2 separate regions of the Mus musculus genome follow, and region 1 is linked to region 2. Evidence: chromatin contacts called from public promoter capture Hi-C data. All regions are on one chromosome and are shown on one strand. The core of a region is the stretch at or near the end of the contact, and the rest is flanking DNA. Distances in the headings are between cores, read along the strand shown. Region 1 overlaps Por (P450 (cytochrome) oxidoreductase). Region 2 has its middle 11 kb from the start of Rhbdd2.

Region 1 (2,979 bases), core at 335-2,834, 100 kb after region 2:
CATTAGCTTGTGTCAGATCAGTAAAATTAGCCAGCACGGTGGCCCTGGTTTTTTTTGTTCCCCTTTCCTTTTGTCGTCTCACTAGCTCAGGCTAGCCTCTGCTATGTACCTGTGTAGAGGATGACATTGAACTCTGATTCTTCCTAGTATAAATGTCCCAGTCATCGCAATGGCAAGTTATGTGGTGCTGGGGGTGGAACCCAGGGCTTCGTGTGGTAGAAAACTACTCGGCCCACTGACTATATCCCCAGCTTTCTTTGTTGTTGTTTTTGTTTGTTTGGGTTGTTTGTTTGTTTGTTTTGGTTTTGTTTTTTGAGACAAAGTTGCTCTGTAGTCTAGACTGAACTCTGTCCTCACGTCTTAGCCTCCAAAGTGCTGGGATCGGAGATGGGCACCACCACCTGGCCCAAATCTTTTTCAAATTTAATTGCTGCCCCCTCCCCTTCCTGGCCACCTCTCCCACAATCCCTCCCCACTTCTCCTCTGAGAGGGTAGAGTCCTCCCATCCCCCATCAAGTCTCTCCAGGAACTAGGATTTGACCTGAGGCCCCTGTCAGCTCTCGCCCTTAGCTGGCTCCTAGCTCCCTTTGAAGTGGCTCCCCTGGGAGCGTAGCCCTGTGGAGCGCTACCTACTGGTTTTCATCATAGCTCCACACAGACAGAAGCCGGCCATCTATCCCAGCGGGGAGCTGCTGTCCCCTTCTGCCACTGTTCTCATGGCCCTTTCTGCCTGTTAACCCTGTGGCCTGGAGACGTTAGTCACCAGACAGCCAGGCTCTACAAGTTCAAAAGCAGCTTCCTGGGTCCCTCCCAGGCAGGGGACCATCCCAGGAGGAATCAGTTCTAACACACAGAAAATTAGATTTGAGTTGCCTCGGCTTTCAGAAGTGCTGCTTCTCCTTGCCTGGGACTGGAGAAAAAAAATGCACCCCCTTGAGGCATCTGGGTTCTCCCTGTGACTCAGAGCTCCCCCCCCCCTTCCTCTCTTCTTGCCCACTCTGGTGGCCTGAAGCTGACTTCAGAGACGCCTGCTCCCAGTGGAGGGCTGGGGGTGGGGTGGGGGGCTAATTGGAACCTTTCAGGCTCTGCTATGGAGCCATGTGGTGTCTGGCTCCCACAACATGGGCCAGCTGCCACCTGCACAACGCTCTGGGGTCTGGGCCTGGGTACCAAGAAAGGGGTTTCATAAGACACGCAACCTTTTGCTTGCTGTCCCCACTGCATGGGGCAGGAAGGGAAAGTCTATCTCCCTGTAGTGGCCAGGATGTGCCTGGGTGCCAGAGCCCCAGTGTCTTTGACTCCCCAGTTCTCTCCAGGGGCTCTTGGAGCAGCGAAGGGTGGCTTATTGTTGCGACCTGCACAGCGCTCTGTGTCAGGGCTGGGACAGCTTTGTTCTCCATCCTTTTTTTCTCCTAATGGGAAAGGGGGAGGGTGTGGGGAGCAGGGCTCTGATATAAACAGTTACCAAGGAGACTGAGTGGGGGTGTGTATGTAGAAAGGTTCTCGCCTTCCCTCAGTCCATGGTGTGTGTGTGTGGTGGGGGGGTGTTACCCCAGCCGCAGGGGATCATGGGAGGCTGCAGTCTCAGTTCGGAGTCCTGCTGGAGCTGCCAGATGTTGCAGAGTTCACAGGCTCATGGGGACAGCGGCAGGCAGAGGTGCCGAAGAATTCTGAGAGGACTTCTGGGGTGTCTGGTGGCACTTTCAGAGTCTCTGGGCCCAAGCAGCCTACCCCATCACACTGAGAATGGACAAAAGCGAACTTCCTTTCTGTGGGCTGCCAGCCAGCTGCCGCAGAGCTCAGTGCGGGACCCTTTTTCTTTAATCCCTGCTGGGAACGGGAGCACCATGGGGTGTGCATACTCGTCTCAGCCGCTGGAAGAGCCTGTCCTGCGAAGAAGGTCAGTTTCAGCCCTAGTTCAGATGTGTGGGGAGCTCATGGGCCAGGTTCACATGGCTGCCATCATCACCAAAGGGAGAGGCAGCTCCCTGAGCTAGGGCCAAATGGGCTCCTGTTAGTTAACCCCCTGGGTGGGTGCTACCAGGTCTGCTTCCTGGAGCTGGCTAGGAGTTGTTCCCAGGCAAGAAGGGCTGCCCAGGATAGACATCGTGTGATTGTCCAGCACAGGGTCCTCTGACTCCGTTTGCCCAGAGGCCACTGCCTCTGCTGGGTTCATATGAGTGAGGGCGCAGATGGACAGTCCTTCCTGTCCCCAGGGCAAAGCAGAGCTAATTAAAGGACAGGGTGGGCCTCAGATGTGTTCAGGTGTGGATGGGGAGATGGCTCCGTTAAGTCCTTGCTACACAAGCGGGAGTTTGATCCCCGGAACCTGTATTAAAAAGCTGGGCATTGAGGTAGGCTTCTAATCCCCATGCTAGGAAGGCATGGGGTGGGCAGGTCCCTGGGGCATGGTGTCCAGCCAGCCTAAGCAGCGTGGTGAGCTGCAGGCAAGTGAGAGAGACCTTGTCTGAACAAAGGTGGACAGCACCCGAGGGCCACACACATACACACACACACACACACAAGAAATGCACAGTGTCACGGCCTTTTCTCCCAGGGTCAAGGGTGAGTATTTCCAGGTAAACCTGTCCAGCACCCTCACCTTACCATAGTCAGAGCCAGCTGGCCTGGAGTTTGGCCCTTTCCACCCACAGCAGGACACTAGCCTCAGGGCTGGGCCCTTGGGAGCCTGCTGTTGTAGCTCTTGAGAATGGAGCCCAGCCTTTTGTGTCTCTCTGGCTCTAGCACCTCTGTGGCTTTGTGCCACCTTAGGCTGCTGGGCAATTTCAGATGAAATCACAGACTGGCCCAGATAGCTACTCACTTTCCAAGAAGACCTTTGTCCCCTTGAGTGTCACTCAAGTTCCAGGTGCCTGGCAGGACTCAGGAGATACTGCAGAGTCTAGTTAAAGTAGCTAAGGCCTTCAGGGACTAGGGCTGGGATGCCTGTCACATGCCTATGTGGTGACAGGGCCTAGG
Region 2 (3,403 bases), core at 223-2,722:
TAAGGGGACATATTGGGGGAAGGGAGAGGAGTGAGGACTTGAGAAGGGTCGAGGTAGACAGTCCGAAGCCCATACCTGTCGGACCTGGCAGGTGGCAGGTAATGACGTAAGCCGTTGCTAGGTCCCTGGGAGGACCGTAGTAGAATTTCCTGTAATCTAGCAATGGTCGCATAGTATGAGCCATTGAATATGAGCGGTCATTGCTACAATATCAGCTGGAGGTGTGGAAAGTCCTCTGAAGTAGAAACTTGAGGGCTCTTTGGAAAGTCAGCTGGATGGTGTTTTGCTGGGGGGCCCATTCAAGCTATGGCCCTGAGTAATTACATTAGAATGCAACACTGAGAATGTGTCATTAAAGTGGACCCAGGTGTAAAAGGCTCAGGCTGACTCCTGAAGGAACGTTTCAGTGAAGCAGACACCGGAGAGAGGATGTTCTGTTAAAGCAAGCACGTGATGAAGGAGTCTTTGCTAACAACACGCATGCATTGGTCCACCTTACATTGTGTTGTTGAGCTGCATTGTCAGGACACCATAGAAATAAACATACCAAAAAAATTTGTGGTGGTGTGCTGCAGTTTGTTGCTGCTTCCAAGGACTGGAGCTGATTGGATGCACGTGCTGAGCCAAGGCACGTGGAGGACACGCGATGTTTGGAGGGTATAAATAGGACTCCACAGAGACAGAGCTTGGCTTGCTGGTACAGCTAGCTGTGCAACCCTTGTGGGTCTCCTGTCTTTGCTGATCTTTGCTCCCCAGAGAGAGGCACAGCTGAGATCTTCTCCTGGTGTTTCTGTTGGTCCTTCCTGCTGCCTCAAGCTGAGGCTGAGGCCTGGCTGTCTCTGCTAGGTCATGTCACTGCTGTTGCTAACCTGACTCTACCAAACTGGACTGCTGGTATATCGGTGAAGTGTTTGCCAGTGGATCAAGCTGCTGCTGCCTGCAAATCTGTGAACTTACTGTCAATTTCCAGGCAGCACAGATGGGAGTTGCTCCAAAGAACCATTTCTAAACACTTCCCCGGTATCCTTTCTTTCCCACTACCTCTGGTAGGTGATAGGTTACAAGGAAGGTTAAAGCCTTTAAGAATCATCATTAAAAATAGGATTTGGCCGGGCGGTGGTGGCACACACCTTTAATCCCAGCACTTGGAAGGCAGAGGCAGGTGGATTTCTGAGTTCAAGGCCAGCCTGGTCTACAGAGTGAGTTCCAGGACAGCCAGGGCTACACAGAGAAACCCTGTCTCGAAAAAAAAAAAAAAAAAAAGATTTGAAAAAACTAAAGTGACGGCCCTCTCACCTTGGTCCTTTCCACTCTTGCTTCCCTGATGAAGAAGGTCACTACAGGATGAACCCACGTAGAGCAGAAGCAGCCGAGACCCCCTTATCACCAGACTCCATCCACCCACCAGCAGACAGCAGAGAGGTGAATCACTCCTTGAGAAGCCAGCCAGGCCAACTGTTCCCGGCCCTTAGCGCTGACTCACGGAGTCAGAGAAAAGAACACAAGGATTATGACAGACATGTAGCGTGAAGAAGCATACTGAAGAACAGTCTTGTCAAGACACGACCTCAAGCCAGACAGGATGGCACATGCTTGAAATCCCGGCACTCAGGATGGATGTTGGGGACAAGGATCGTGGGTACAGGGCCAGCCTTGTCTGCATGAGAACTTCCCTCAAAGAAAAACATTTTTAACTAATACCAAATATAAACTGAGGAGTAGGGGTGTGTCTCAGTAGAAGAGCATCACCTAATACGTATGAGGTTCTGGGTTCAATCCCACCCAGTACCACCAAAAAAAGGGGGAAAGAATCTAAATCAGCACTCACCTGTAGTCCTAGCTTGATGGCAGTAAACACACACACACTTACACAAACACACACAGACACACAGACACACGCATACACACAAACACACACACACATACACACATACACACACACAAACACACGCACACATACACACACACACACACACACACACGCATACACACACACACACAAACACACACACACGCATACACACACACACGCATACACACACACAAACACACACACACGCATACACACACAAACACACACACACATACACACATACACACACACATACACACATGCATACACACACACACATACACGCATACACACATACACACACACACACACACACACACACACACACACACACACGGAAAAGATTGTGGAGTGTCTAGAAAGATGGCTCAGTGCTCATGAACACCAAATGTTCTTCCAGAGGAAGAACCTAGTGTCAATTCCCAGCACCCTCGTGGAAGCTCACAGATGACTGTAGGTCTATTCCCAGAGAAGCTACTGACACCTGAGGCACACAGACATACATGCAGGTAAAATATCATACACATAAGATACAAATAAGTCTTTTTTTTAAGTGTTTTTAGTTGTGAGCCTGGGTATGTGGCTCAGTTGACGGAGTGCTTTCCTAGCCAGAGCTCCAGATTTACCTCCAGCACCAGGTAATCTGGGTGTGGTGGGGCACACCTGGAATTCCAATACGACAGAGGTGGAGAGAAGAGGTTAGGAGTTCAAAGGTCGTCTTTGGCTACATAGTGAGTTCGAGGCCATACAGGGCTACAAAAGACTTCTTCTAAAAACAAACCAAACGAACACAAAAGGGCACTGTGTCTTCTGTGCTCTGAAAACAGATCCTGCCCCAGTGGCTAACCCACAGATATGTGGTAGAAGTGCCTTCTCCTCATGGGCTCTGACCCTAGAAGTACAAAGTGGCTTTCTTCCCAGGACCGGCAGAGCAGCGCCAGGAAATTCCTCGCTCCTCGAGAATCCACAGGACCGACCTCACTGTGGGCGCAGCAGCCGGGGCCGGGTCAAACCCAAGGCAGCAGCTCGGCGTAGGCTTGAGGCTGAGACCAGTAGGATGCAAGAGGAAGCCCTGGGATGTCAGTTGGAGGTGTCCGGGGCAGAGGTGCCAGAGTGGGGGATGAGTGGGAGAGAAGAGAATGGAGGCGCTCCGGAAAGAAGGCAATGAAGCCTTTGTATGACGCAGGAGAGGCCTACGTTAACCCCACACCTTACCTCCTCTTGGTTGACTTCAAGTTACTGACTTTGGAGGTCACACCTAGGAGACACGCTTCTGGGTACATCTGTGCACGAGGCTCATCTGAGCAAGGACGAGCGCTCAGAATGTGGGTGAAGAATAGAAAATTACTGGCCTCTTGTGAAAACATGAATTTTTTACCTCGGAGCCCACCCCCTCCCATCTAGAGATTGTTCCCAGAACACTCCTAAACTTTTCACCCCAAAACTCCTCACCCTAAAGTTCAAACCCTCCCAACTAAAAACTGTTCCAAGAACATTTTTGAGATAAAGGCCTCCTGGAACAACCTCAAAATGAACCAGGTACTCCTTAGT

Evidence for each region. Capture Hi-C pulls out chosen DNA fragments and counts their contacts.
Region 1: a promoter capture Hi-C map of adipose tissue shows a contact between it and region 2. The contact joins two enhancer-like sites. A contact is called at or near these places in 1 of 39 promoter capture datasets (embryonic stem cells), 2 of 15 datasets of contacts at CTCF or cohesin (the NIH/3T3 cell line and large pre-B cells), 1 of 484 Hi-C or Micro-C datasets (bone marrow-derived macrophages), 10 of 115 datasets of contacts at active chromatin or transcription factors (the HPC-7 cell line, acute myeloid leukemia, cardiomyocytes and 5 more) and 4 of 9 other capture datasets (adipose tissue, embryonic stem cells, liver and 1 more).

Annotation. Positions count from the first base shown.
Region 1 is chr5:135,724,142-135,727,120 of GRCm38.p6, forward strand. The region is part of intron 2 of Por (P450 (cytochrome) oxidoreductase); the gene reads left to right. Among named protein-coding and RNA genes, the nearest start is that of Mir7034, 10 kb to the right of the region's middle. Within about 2 kb of position 1,585, at least 162 of the 459 cell types and tissues checked have an H3K27ac peak or open chromatin away from gene starts, as enhancers often do. A contact at or near this core is called in the NIH/3T3 cell line and adipose tissue, where this site is marked.
Region 2 is chr5:135,620,444-135,623,846 of GRCm38.p6, forward strand. No RefSeq gene overlaps it. Among named protein-coding and RNA genes, the nearest start is that of Rhbdd2, 11 kb to the right of the region's middle. Within about 2 kb of position 1,473, at least 52 of the 459 cell types and tissues checked have an H3K27ac peak or open chromatin away from gene starts, as enhancers often do. A contact at or near this core is called in the NIH/3T3 cell line and adipose tissue, where this site is marked.